Regions from separate parts of the Zea mays genome. Here all the other regions are linked to region 1. Evidence: chromatin contacts called from public Hi-C data. All regions are on one chromosome and are shown on one strand. The core of a region is the stretch at or near the end of the contact, and the rest is flanking DNA. Distances in the headings are between cores, read along the strand shown.

Region 1 (2,982 bases), core at 350-2,849:
TGCAATGAAACAGCTCTCATTCGTATTCGACAGGAAAATCAATTCCCAAGTAAATGGACAAATAAAATTCGAAATGGAGGGTGTATAAAAAAAACAAACCATGCTCCTGGTAAGTGCCACTGCCTCATTGATTGTGTACCCAACAGCTGCAGGATCACCTTCTGTTCTAAGGAAATCACGCTCAGCAACACTTTCTGAAGGCATCTTCTTGCCTGAAAGTGGGAGATATAGGTTGTCATCTAAAGGATACCACACCAACAGAAGCAAATGTAGCTCATATGAGCAAAACCATGTGGTATACCATCTTGTTGCTCGTGAGAAGATTGGAACCCCAATATGTCTCCATCTAATGTGAACCTACAAGACCTGATCCGCTCCACTCTTTCGCTCCACACCTTCCAGGAGTGCCCAGTATGTTCACCAGCAGTCAACCAATCCCCTGGTGTAGCCCTTTTATTCTTCTGCAGCCCTGAGTTTTTCAGACCCTTGTCCTTACCCACATCCTTCGTGCCTCCAGACTTCTCCCTTCCCCGCCGCCTCAGCATCTCCAGCAATGCAGGGTTCAGCTTATTTACAATATCTGCTTGGGCCTCTGCAATCTCCCCTGCAGACATCCCAGCCAACCTAGCCATGTTCTCTGCGCTGATCTCTGCTTCCATAGATGACTCCCTGCCGTCGAGGTCCATACTCTCTGCTTGTGATGCCAAATTCCTAGCCTCACTTGTGTTCACCAATTCATCTCTCGATTCAACCTGACTCATTGGCTTCTTGGACACGACATCAGAAACCAAAAGCACGGGACCTGGCCCTTCGCTAGCATTTCCACTGTCAAGCCGCATAGCACCTCCCTCCAATCCTCTCCCCTCAGCTGCCACACCACCTACCTTAGAAGCTACAGCCCCAGCATCAATTCTCTGATCGCTCTGTTTCTTGGCCTGCACTGGCTTCCCCTGCCTCCGCTTGGGGGGAGCATCGCCAACAAACTCACGCCACCGGCTAAAATCCATGCCCTTCTTCTCCTTCCTCCTCACAGGACCAGCTGCAGCAGCTGCCACAGGATGGTAGTCTGTCTCATCCATGTCCATCTCGTCGTCGTTGTCCGCGGTCTCATCCTTGGGGGCGTCCTTCACCAAGGGAACCCAGTGCTGCGAAACGGGAAGTAGTAGTTGGTCAGCGGCGAAGCAAATCGAGGTTAGCGGGTTAGGAGCCTAGGGTTTGTTTGGGAGGGCGGCGTCTGCTTACGGGGCCGTGGGAGCGGTGGCGGGCGACGGGGAAGGGGAGGACGGAAGGTCGGGGCGCCGAGGAGGGTGCGGCGGCGGAGTAGCCCTTCTCGACGATGGCGCCGACGAGGCGGGAGGGGGACGCCGCGGCAGGTGTAGGGGGTGCGGTGTGGAAGGGTTCCTCCACGACCTTACGGCGTGTGGGCTGCGCGCCGCCGGGCTGGTGCCGCCGCTTCGTCGTCGCGTCCATCGGGGAAGAGAGGGGTTATGGTGCTATACTGCTATGCCGCTTTTGGTGTGAGCCTGTATGGTTTTGTGGTCGCCCGTCAAATCGCGAAGCTTCAAAACTTGTGTGTCGATAGCTTATGACAAACTAGATCAAGGGGCGCGTTGCACGCCTATAGTTCAAACTTGATCAATATCTGTTTGACATGCGTGAACCTTATTGAATTTTGAGAAACTTCGCATAAAAGAGTTTAATTGTGAATTTTCACATGAATATAGAAGGTCAAGGTTGTCCGCTTCATATTAAAGTATGTATAGATTAAAGCCACACGAATAGACTGCGTCCAACCAGATCGAAAAGTTTAAACACAATCGCATGTCTGGTCAATCGTACCACAAAAGAAATAGTGTATTGTATGGATAAAAAATTTCAAAATTATTATGGATCGGTTCGTCCGTCATCGTTGATGGAGTGGCTGACCTGTAACTTCGGAATTGGCTTGCGGATTGTCCGCCCCTGTGATCGGACAGTCCACAGTGGCGGCATAATACACGCGTGCGCAGAATCATTTATGTTCCCTGTTTTCTTGCGGAATTTGATATCGATCTTCGCGGGATTAACTCGGAAACTGACTTATAATGGGTCCAGATCTTCCCCTTTATATAGATAAAGGGGTACGACCGATTAAACCTCACACAATCAATCCAATCAATTCTACTCATCATTCTTACCTTAAGCATTAGGAGTAGCCCTAGTTTAGTATTCTTCTGCCTCGAATTTTTACCTCTCTTCAGCTCTACGTCGACTAGAGACGTCTCGGGTGGCCTGCTGACCCCAAGACACACCCTAAGATCTCTCCTCCACGACGGGTCCCTTCTAGGAGGCGAGATCTAGGTCTTATGTGAATAAGACGACCTTCTATTCCATCACGGATCGTCTGAGCCCTACGCGCGGACCGTCCGGACGTACGCAAAGAAGGAGTCGCTCCTGTGCCCAGGTCGCGGACCGTCTGGCCCGGTGACGCAGACCGTTTGTGCCTCCACAGAGAGCACTGCAAGGCTGTTCATCTCCAGTGTTTGGCGCCCAGATCGGCGCCAACACAATTTTTGGCGACTCCGCTGAGAATAGGTGTCTAGATCTAATAATAATCAGGCCCTCAAATGGTCGGTTTCAAAGATCACACTGGTACCTTTCCAGGCAATATCATTAGGTCGGCTGTTGAAAGTCTATCGGCCGATGAGCAACAGTGATACGAAGACTACATGCGTTAAGCAAAGGAGAATTTCTTCACAATTCACGGTGAAACGTCACCAGAAGGTTGTCAAACATGGAGAGATCAAGGTCACATCTCTTCTACCTTCGCTTCAAATCTCCAATGTAAGTAAATCCGACGACATCCAATCTATTAAACAGTATGTAGATCAACAGCAAGATCAAATAAAAACAATATATTGGAGGGTTAGAAGAATCAATTAGAAAATTAACACGTTCATTGGAGAAATCTATTGCTCCTAGTTTCCCATCATTTGAAACTAG
Region 2 (2,982 bases), core at 191-2,690, 500 kb before region 1:
ACGTGGAGATGCAGGAGGCTGGACGTGTTCTTCCTCCTCAAGCTCCTCCGCTTGAGGACTCAATCATGCAGAGAGTCGTGGCTCTGCAGAAGGAGATTGTGACAGTGGAATCTGTCTTGGCGGCCCGGCGGGTGGCGAAGGATTTGCAGGACCTTTGCGTTGAGTCCAGGAATGCTGCAGGAGTGCTTAGCTTAGTACAGCCGTGGGAAGCTGACGATGACACTCTGAGGGTCTTGCTTTCCAATTTAGTGCTTGAGGAAGATGGGGTGGATGGAAAAGGACCAGCACTTGTTCTGTGTTCTGTTTTCTTACCACAGTTACTGGAGCTTCAAAGACCAGCTTCATCCGTTCTCCTTTCCACTGCATTGGGTCTCTGCAAGCGCCACCCAGCTGCAGCACTGGAAGCTGTACTCTTTCCACTGGTTCTTAGAAAGGGCGGCCTAAATGTTCCCCAGTGTGATGTGTTAACACGTATTATCAAGGAATGCATGCATCCACTGCAAGTTACTGCTTTCTGCCATAGGCTGCTTTCAGGAAAGGAGCAAGAGAGGAAACCAATCTGTATGCCTCAGCATATGGAGAATATCGGTACTCATTTGGTGTGGACGGAATCTCTGTTTGCACTATTTTACAACATTCTTAGTCAAGATATTTACTTGACACCAAGCACCGTTAATGAGCTAATTTCTGTGATTGATGACCGGGCATCAGAGTTCCCGAGGTCATTGAAATTTGGCAACTTTCTGCTGTGCTTCTTATCAAAGTGTTGGCATGAATGTAAGCATCAGAGGGTTTTACTTGAGAGAGCTGCCAAGAGAACCAACACTTTCCTTACTAAAGCTATATTGGCGAAACTGCGCCCTGCCAGTTGAAATTATATTTCTAAAGCATTTAAATTTGAACAACTTGTGAGTCTCATTTCTACTCAGAAATATGACGATTTAATTTTCTTTGAGGGTATGTTCAATTTTATAGTACTACTATGCATGCATTGATTTAACATCTACTAACTTCAAAACATACAGCTCGTTAGTTCATAAACCATGCAAACTGAAGATTGGTTCATATGCAAAGCAACTAACTTATTTTTGTGTATATGTTAATTCTTAATGTTTATAAGATTCTTAATTAAATAATAGCAATGTCATCAATGTTTTCATATCGTCTCATTAATAGCGATTAATTGACTGATCACAATTGTGCACTCGATCGATAAACAATAGCGACACAATCAGAGTGATTAGAAACCTGATCATCCGATTAATCGTCATTTAATCATGATTAGTCGTTCGATCAGGTCGCGGACGATCAGTTTGCCCGCGTTTGGGAATTTTCAATTTCGGCCCACTTCGTTTTTTGTTAGCATTCATATTGGACCAGTGCAACCCACTTGACCTTTCCTATACGCAGAGCTTAGCCCACACACGAGAGTAGTAGAGCATCACATAGCCTGGAGATTGAAGAACCCTAGACCAGACACTAGAGCAGTAGAGCACAGAGACAGCGGTGCGCCATCGGCGCCCCCTCCTTGGTCCCCAGTGTGCCCACTCCTTGGTCCTACAGTAGCTGACCTCTTCTCCGCAGACCTCGACTCCTTGTTCACCGGTGACTTGCCTATAGTGCTCATGTGTTGGGTGCGCCCCGTCATGGAAGCTGTGGGCTGTGCTCATATCACTCCCCAAGTCCCTAGACCCTAGTCCTCGTTGTGAATTTGTGATCCGAGTCCCTAGTCCCCAGTCATGTCACCTGCAACTTGCTCGATTTAGAACTTAGGATTCAGAAGGCGATTAATCGGGCTGATTGCTCCTCTAGCGATGAGAATCGATTAGCCATTCTGAAAACATTTTAATGACATTTTCATAATTAACATGACATATCACTGTTTGAAGAAACCCACATGTTACATTTTTTTTTGATAAGAAGATTACCCCATTTCTATATTTCCATAACAGAAATATAGTAAAGTTTAGACAAACTGTCCAGGATAACCTGCAGCAAAAGAAACCTACTCCTGCAAACTCACTACAACATAAGTTTATCTATCAATCTGAATGTCACCCCCGGATTTGAGAAATTTGCTATTTTGCCACTCTCAATTTTGGCTGTCTGTTATTATGCCATCCTGTGTCTATGACTGGTGGGACCGTCTGTGTCTATGATTTGTGGGTCCGATGGCATATTGGCGAAGCCCACAAATGATAATGGCAAAATTGCCAATGGCTCCCCCGGATTTAGGAGGCCAAACCCGGGCGAATGTCAAATGTGTGATAGAATCAAGTCTCACACATATGATGAGTCATGGTACAAAAACGGATGTCACATCTTTTACTATATAATATGAGTTCTATACAAAATAACTAAATAATTACATCATACGAAGACAATAATCCAGCAATCTAAGTTGACTGAGAGGCGGCGGTCTAGACCTCTCACAAACTCATCACAACATCCTTCATGCTCCTTATCTTGGGTACCTATTCTTGACCTGAGGGATGTGAGTACAACAAGGGTGAGGTCACATTCGTTGATCGCTCAACAAGTTGTGGGGAACAATGTGGATGAGCTCACTTACAGTGGGGCTCATGTGAAGTGTAAGACTTACCAAAGGAGATAGTTAAAGCTGAGCATTGCTTTTAAAGTTGGTCAAAATTTTATTAGCAGTTACCAAGTATAATTAGATACCAACCCAATTAAATAAGATATCACAATTAATAAAAACACCCACAATACAATGCATACGACAAATTTAGTTTCATAAATTACTAATGTGAGTGTCCGAGCCGCTCATTACCGTGAGCACGACTAATATACCAGTTTTGCACTCTACAGATGTTGTGTATCTTTACCTACAAGGCGTGTTTCCTGATTAGCCAGGGTTAGCTAGATCCTTAGACACTTCCAAGGTGAATGACTAGGGATCCACTGCGAGGCCTTTCCAAAGTTCCACTAGTTTAAGAAAACCTGCTACAGATTCAGGAAGAA
Region 3 (2,982 bases), core at 350-2,849, 310 kb after region 1:
CCTTAAATTCTATAATGTAAAATTTAGAGCCCATTACCACCCCTACCTACAAATGCATGACCTATTTGCTTGCTATATTTAAACTTACAATGAACCAAAATGGTCACACAAAATTCCATTTATAAGCATTTGATTCACATACCACTAACAAATAGGTTGCCACTTGTAGATTGTTCCAAATCAACATATGGGTTTTCGTTAGATGAGTAGGGAACTGCCAACAGGGAATCGAAACCAATGCCAACAACGTCTTCAATCGACGAACGACACTGCCCAACATCTTATAGATCAGTAGATCACCGAGGAGGTCGAGTCCGTCGTCGATGGACCTCTGAAAATTTGTGCCTCCACTACTCCATTGCAAGTTGTCCTCGCCCCAAGCCGTTGATTTTGCTGCCCCCTTCTAGCCACAACACGTTGTTGAAACCTCGCGCAAGCAACTCTTTCTTGCCCCTACCAGACAGGAGTACTTGACCATGGTGGTTGCATTGCTGCTCTTCATGCCGCTACAAAGAAGGGAGAATTGGGCTTTGAAATGTTTTTTAATTCACGTTTCCTAAAAGCCAATAGAGAAGGGAGGGCAATTTCTAGGAGAACAAGTTCTTTACTACATGAACATACCTTCAATCCGCCAACGCATCTAATCTACACGTCGCCGCCACAGCCCTTCCATCTGCCGCCGCCACCCTTCATGCCCCTGCCACAACCCTCATATACGCCGCCACCACAGCCGACCTTCACGACCCCATAACCGTGCCCTTCACGTTGTCGCCGATGTAGCCCTTCAAGCCACCACCGTCACTGTCTTTTTCATGTCGCTACCGTAGCCACCCTTCACGCTGCTGCCGCTGCCGCCACACCCGCCCTTCAAGTCACTGTCTCCACTGTTGGTCACGACTTTGTTGCCCTAGTGCAAATGCACTCTTTTCGCCCCCCTCGCATGTGGAATAAAAAGAACCGGTGGAAAATGAATCACATGTGGGAAATGATTTTTATTGGAGTTTGGGCATGCCATAGTTTATAAAAATATGTGTGGAGATGAATTCGTAGTCCCAAAGTTTTTGAGGAAGTTTTGGTCACCTGTTAGGGCTAGTTTGGGAACCTCATTTTCCTAAGAGATTTCTATTTTTTTCATGGGAAAATGAACTAATTTCCCTTAGACTTTGTTTTTCGCTAGTTTATCCTAATTTTTTTTGTAACATATAGGTCTTTCTGGAGATCTCTATGGGTACATTTGGTTACAATGATAGAACAGAATGGGATGAGACGATTCCTCAAATTAGGTTGTTTGGTTCTAAGTCGAGGGTTGGGACATGACTATCCTAATGTTGTCCTCTGTTGTCCCTTAAAATTAGAGGGACGAGAGAGGACACTAGAAAACGTTCCTATCCTAGCTGACCCGTAATCAAACGCATAACTCTCTACCTGGTAAGGAGGTTTGCCTTTATTTCATAAAACAACACATAAAACTACTATAACCAAGGACTAAATCACCAAAAAGAAAAGCCCAAAGCCAAATCGAAAACAAATACCAAGACAGCGAGGAAAACAAAAAATTTAAAGAAAAGCTCCCCCCATCCACGAACAAAAGATCGCGAAGCGAGAGGGAATGATGGAGGCATAGGCACTAGCACCTCCTCGCCTCCACCTCCGTCCTCTTCGATCCCGTCCAATCCCCCGCGCCCCGGCGCCCCTCTCCGCCGGCGGCTTTGCTGGGTCCCGCGCTCCTCCTCCTCCTAGGCTGTTCTGGTTGGGGCTGCGGCGGAGGGAACTAGGTAAGGGGGAAGGAAAGGGGAGGTTTGAGGGAGAGCGCAGCGGCAGCGGCAGCAGCGATGCCATCGCACGCGGATCTGGACCGCCAGATCTCGCAGCTGCGGGATTGCAAGTTCCTGCCTGAGGCGGAGGTCAAAACGCTATGCGAGCAGGCCAAGGCGATCCTCATGGAGGAGTGGAACGTGCAGCCCGTGCGCTGCCCCGTCACTGTCTGCGGCGACATCCACGGCCAGTTCTACGACCTCATCGAGCTCTTTCGCATCGGTGGCGACGCGCCCGACACCAACTACCTCTTTATGGGCGACTACGTCGGTCAGTCCCTCCCGACTACGTATCCTAGCCCCTCCCGCCTATCCTAGCCCCTCCCGACTCGTTCTTGGTTCCGGTCGATCTGTTGATTTGCATGGTGGTTCGATCTGTTTCTCTGGAGACTGTTATTAGCTAGGAGTATTGGTTTCAATAGATCGTGCTTGTGAACTGAGGCGCTCAAGCTGATTATGGCTCAGTGGACGGGGTTATTGATGCTAAACGGATTGTTCAAGCTGATTATGCTAAATGGACTGTTTAAGCTGATTATGGCTTCCTCACTGTTGCTTTATGGATCACAAAGATTCTTTCTGGCGTTATTACATGATAAATTTGTTGCTTTATGATAAGTGACTTAAAAACTTCTGCAGACTAGCAATTATTGAATGTTTGTAGTTATTGTATATAAGAAATTGAAAACGTGAACCTTTTTAAATTTTATGGCATATATATGGATGGTCTACTGATTGTACACTACACTATTGCTCACATTGATTGTACACGTAAAGCATTCTTGAAAAGCTATAGATGAACTTATAAGAGCCTTGCCTGCAAAACACGCTTGTTACATGTGCTATTTCTATGGGCCTAGCATATGGGCATACACACAAACAGGACGCTGTCCAATTAAACTTTCCTGCAATTTTTGATGTGCTGCGTCCTAGTGCTGTGCAATATTAGACGTGCTTCAGGAAATGTTACCTTTTCCAGTTAACTTGTCAAGGTACTGGGGAAGCTTACCGTCTTCATATCTAAACTTTCTACTGCTTTCGATAGTTTTATTTGTTTCCATACCACAGTTGAGTTGACTATGGGTTTTTCTGCAGACCGTGGCTACTACTCAGTGGAGACTGTGTCCTTATTGGTGGCTCTAAAAGTACGTTATAGAGACAGAATCACAAT
Region 4 (2,982 bases), core at 252-2,751, 280 kb before region 1:
TGCTCAGTTGGAACGAAAAGCAGAGATGAGTTGTACTAGTCCTACATAACTGGCACAGATCAGCATCAAACAGGACCTTACTGCTGCCGAGTCTTGCCAAGGGGGAGAATAGGTTAGTCCTATTCATATTTTACTCAAAAACATAAAAGAGCTTAAAAGAGGTTTGATCTTCATAAAAAAAAGCAGATCAATTCCAGTGTACGTGCATGCGTCCAGCTTTCCAATACCAAATGCTGTGCCTGTGTGCGCATCCCACTATCTCAAAAGGTTTGTCTGTTTGTATTTTGAGTTTTGTTTTCCCTTTTGTTCCCTACCATTGCTTTGGGCACATCCCACTATGCCAAATGCGCGCGCACATCTCACTATCCCCCCCCCCCTTTTGCTCCCTTGCTTTCCTTTTTTGTTTTAATTAGGAAAAAGGCATGATCCATCACATCACTTGTGGGGTTCTCAAAAGCAGAATCCTAGTCTTTGTGTTTGGAGAGATTTGCAAAAAAAATAAAAAAAAAGTGCTAGCCTTTGACAGAAAAGACGCTCAATCCTGACGAAATGTTTGCCAAATCGTTGGTCTGACAGAATGAAGCTCGTTTCACTGTCTCCAAAAAGGGACACTCCTTTTTGCTCCCTGTGGCCTTTATTCTTATAGTTTTACCTCACTTCAGTAAAATTATTTAATTTCAGTAAAACTTAGCAGCGATTCCCTGAATCCCTATAACATGGACATTTGGTTTCTCAAAAGTGAAATTCCAGACGCCTTGTGTACTAAAAATCCTCACCTCCGGAACCAGCTGAGGGAGGCGGATCCGAGCACGAGGCTGCGGACGCCGGACTCCGCCGCGTACCTCACCAGCGCCTCGGCGACGCTGTCCCCTTCCAGAACCACCGTCTCCACCTGCGAATTTGGCAGGCTCGAACCAGTCGATCAGAAACGACGCAGTACCAGCAAAGCTACGACGCGGAGTGAAACGCGAGGGGGGCCACTTCCACTCACGCTTTTGCCGCGGCCGACGAGGCGGCGGAAGGGGAGGAAGATCTCCTGCGCGAGCGCGCGGTTGTCCTGCGCGTACATCTCCACCACCTCCGGCTCCATCTTGTCCACCGGCACCCTCTCCCCGGCTTCGCCACACCGAGAAAGAAAAACCGTGGAGCCCATCGTTAGGTGGCTCCCATTTGGAACCCAGAGGACTCGAGGAGGGGAAGTGAAGTGAAGTGGTCCTTACATGGAGACGGCACGAAGGAGACGGGCGGGATGACGTGGACGAGCGCGACGCGGCCGCCGGGCGGGACCAGGCTGGCGGCGGCCCACCGCGCGGCTCGGCGGCTGGCGCGGCCGTCCCCGCGCACGGCCACCGCGACCTGGAACTGCATGCCCCCGCCGTCGCCCGGCGAGGACGCACCCTCCTCCATCCCTGCGGCGCCGGCCGGGGGAGGTCGCGAGGTCAACTCAACTGAGCTGCTGCGGTCTTGCGGGCAAGCAACGGGCGGGCCGCGGGCGGGTTCCTTCGAGAGCACGGCGGTTGGGTTGCGTTGTTTTTAATGATGATGAGCTCGTTCGTTCAATGAATGGATGTTTCGGGGCTGCGCTCACCGTGACAGTGACGTGGAGGCCGGACCGTCTTCCGTGGGGCCCCCAGTTGGACTGGGGACGCGCGTGGTGACTGGTGCGCGTTCGTGAGGGAGATCCGGATGAAGGGTTCGTTTCGTTTTGGTCGGCGATTTCGGCATGTTGAGCTTTTATCTTGTTCATTGAGGATGGATGACAAAAAAATCAAAGTAAAAAAAATCGTGGATCTCGATGTTAGAAACAATCTTGTCATTAGGAGATCTGCATGTTTATATTTCGTTTTGCATTTAGCTGTAGGGAGTCGGCAAGGCATGAGGCCAGCAACGCCATGGGAAGTGGTAACTGCGTACGTGTGGACGGAAGTGATTTTCGTGGCGAAGGAATAGATCCAGCGACTGGGTTTTTGCACGTCGTTGGCGTGAGACTCGCCGGCCATGTGCCTCTTGATTAGTGTGTGCATGGACTTGGAGATGGAGGTGTGTGGCGTGAGTGAGACTCGCCATGAGCATGCTGTTGTAGCGTGCACGTAGAATAGGATCGTGGAGTCAGTCTCGGGCGACTGGGCTGTTGGTTGTTATCACTTGCATGCATGTATCTGGGAGTCTGTTGGTTGTTATCACTTGCATGCGTGTTCCTTTGTAAACTACTAGTTGTGTGCGTGTGTTCATCAGAAAGCAAACTGAAACTACTAGCTTTTTAGTGCTTGAGATTAGGCAGCACTTGTGACGACAGGAGTGATTCCAACACTCGCATCTCAATTGCTTCGACTATCGAGTTCGACCATGTTCTCAGGCTATGTTGAGGGGTTTGTTTGTTTCCATCCACTAGGGTCTTGTTCGGTTGCGACTGGATCGAAAGGGATTGGATGAGATTAAATCACTCTCTAGTCAAAATTAAATAGAAGGAGATTTAATCTTGTTCTATCCACTCCAATCTAGACGCAACTGAACAAGGCATAAGCTTTATTGACCGAAGTTTATTCACTTTTAGTGAGACGGAGCCGCTCCTTTCCTAATTTGTTGTTGTTTGGATTGGTTCCATGTAGAATAGGATGACTCTAAATAAGAAAAATTATGTCTAAATGTTGAACCATCCGGCTCTATAAAATCCATTGGATGGAGCCGCTCCCTGGTTTGAGTCGCTCTATCCCAGCTAGTTTCGGAACCAACCACTAACTTAGTTCCTAAAGTGCCAAACAGGATGACTAAAAGTGGCCTCCAAAACTTTAGGTGTCGTTTGGTTCACAAAATGTAACGTAAATGGTAATGATGATGATTCACATACGAATACCGACAGTAACAAGTTTGAATAGACTGGTATCCATTTTTAGGGTTGTATCCTATTACGGTTGGACTTAAATAAACATGATTTTACGTTATCAGTTATTGACCGGCCGTCGGAAGTTAACTTAACTTCCG

Evidence for each region. A called contact is a pair of places that touch in the nucleus more often than the background predicts.
Region 2: a Hi-C map of leaf shows a contact between it and region 1, with 4 times the contacts expected there. The contact joins the enhancer-like site here to the promoter of LOC103638625 in region 1. A contact is called at or near these places in 3 of 25 Hi-C or Micro-C datasets (ear, leaf and tassel).
Region 3: a contact with region 1 is called in a Hi-C map of endosperm, with 2.8 times the contacts expected there. The contact joins the promoter of LOC100272765 here to the promoter of LOC103638625 in region 1. A contact is called at or near these places in 4 of 25 Hi-C or Micro-C datasets (ear, endosperm and leaf).
Region 4: a contact with region 1 is called in a Hi-C map of root tip, with 2.6 times the contacts expected there. The contact joins the promoter of LOC103638622 here to the promoter of LOC103638625 in region 1. A contact is called at or near these places in 15 of 25 Hi-C or Micro-C datasets (bundle sheath, ear, endosperm and 3 more) and 2 of 3 datasets of contacts at active chromatin or transcription factors (leaf and seedling).

The regions. Positions count from the first base shown.
Region 1 is chr9:86,527,583-86,530,564 of Zm-B73-REFERENCE-NAM-5.0, forward strand. LOC103638625 (transcriptional elongation regulator MINIYO) reads right to left here and starts at 1,600. Exons shown (of 10, transcript XM_008661481.2): 1 at 1,243-1,600; 2 at 302-1,145; 3 at 100-212. The coding sequence starts at 1,470.
Region 2 is chr9:86,028,366-86,031,347 of Zm-B73-REFERENCE-NAM-5.0, forward strand. No RefSeq gene overlaps it. Among protein-coding and RNA genes, the nearest start is that of LOC100274875, 100 kb to the right of the region's middle. Within about 2 kb of position 1,441, at least 13 of the 20 cell types and tissues checked have an H3K27ac peak or open chromatin away from gene starts, as enhancers often do. A contact at or near this core is called in ear, leaf and tassel, where this site is marked.
Region 3 is chr9:86,833,011-86,835,992 of Zm-B73-REFERENCE-NAM-5.0, forward strand. LOC100272765 (putative serine/threonine protein phosphatase superfamily protein) reads left to right here and starts at 1,600. Exons shown (of 6, transcript NM_001147218.1): 1 at 1,600-2,085; 2 at 2,907-2,982. The coding sequence starts at 1,833.
Region 4 is chr9:86,252,479-86,255,460 of Zm-B73-REFERENCE-NAM-5.0, forward strand. LOC103638622 (U-box domain-containing protein 34) reads right to left here and starts at 1,502. Exons shown (of 9, transcript XM_008661480.4): 1 at 1,221-1,502; 2 at 992-1,116; 3 at 777-892. The coding sequence starts at 1,407.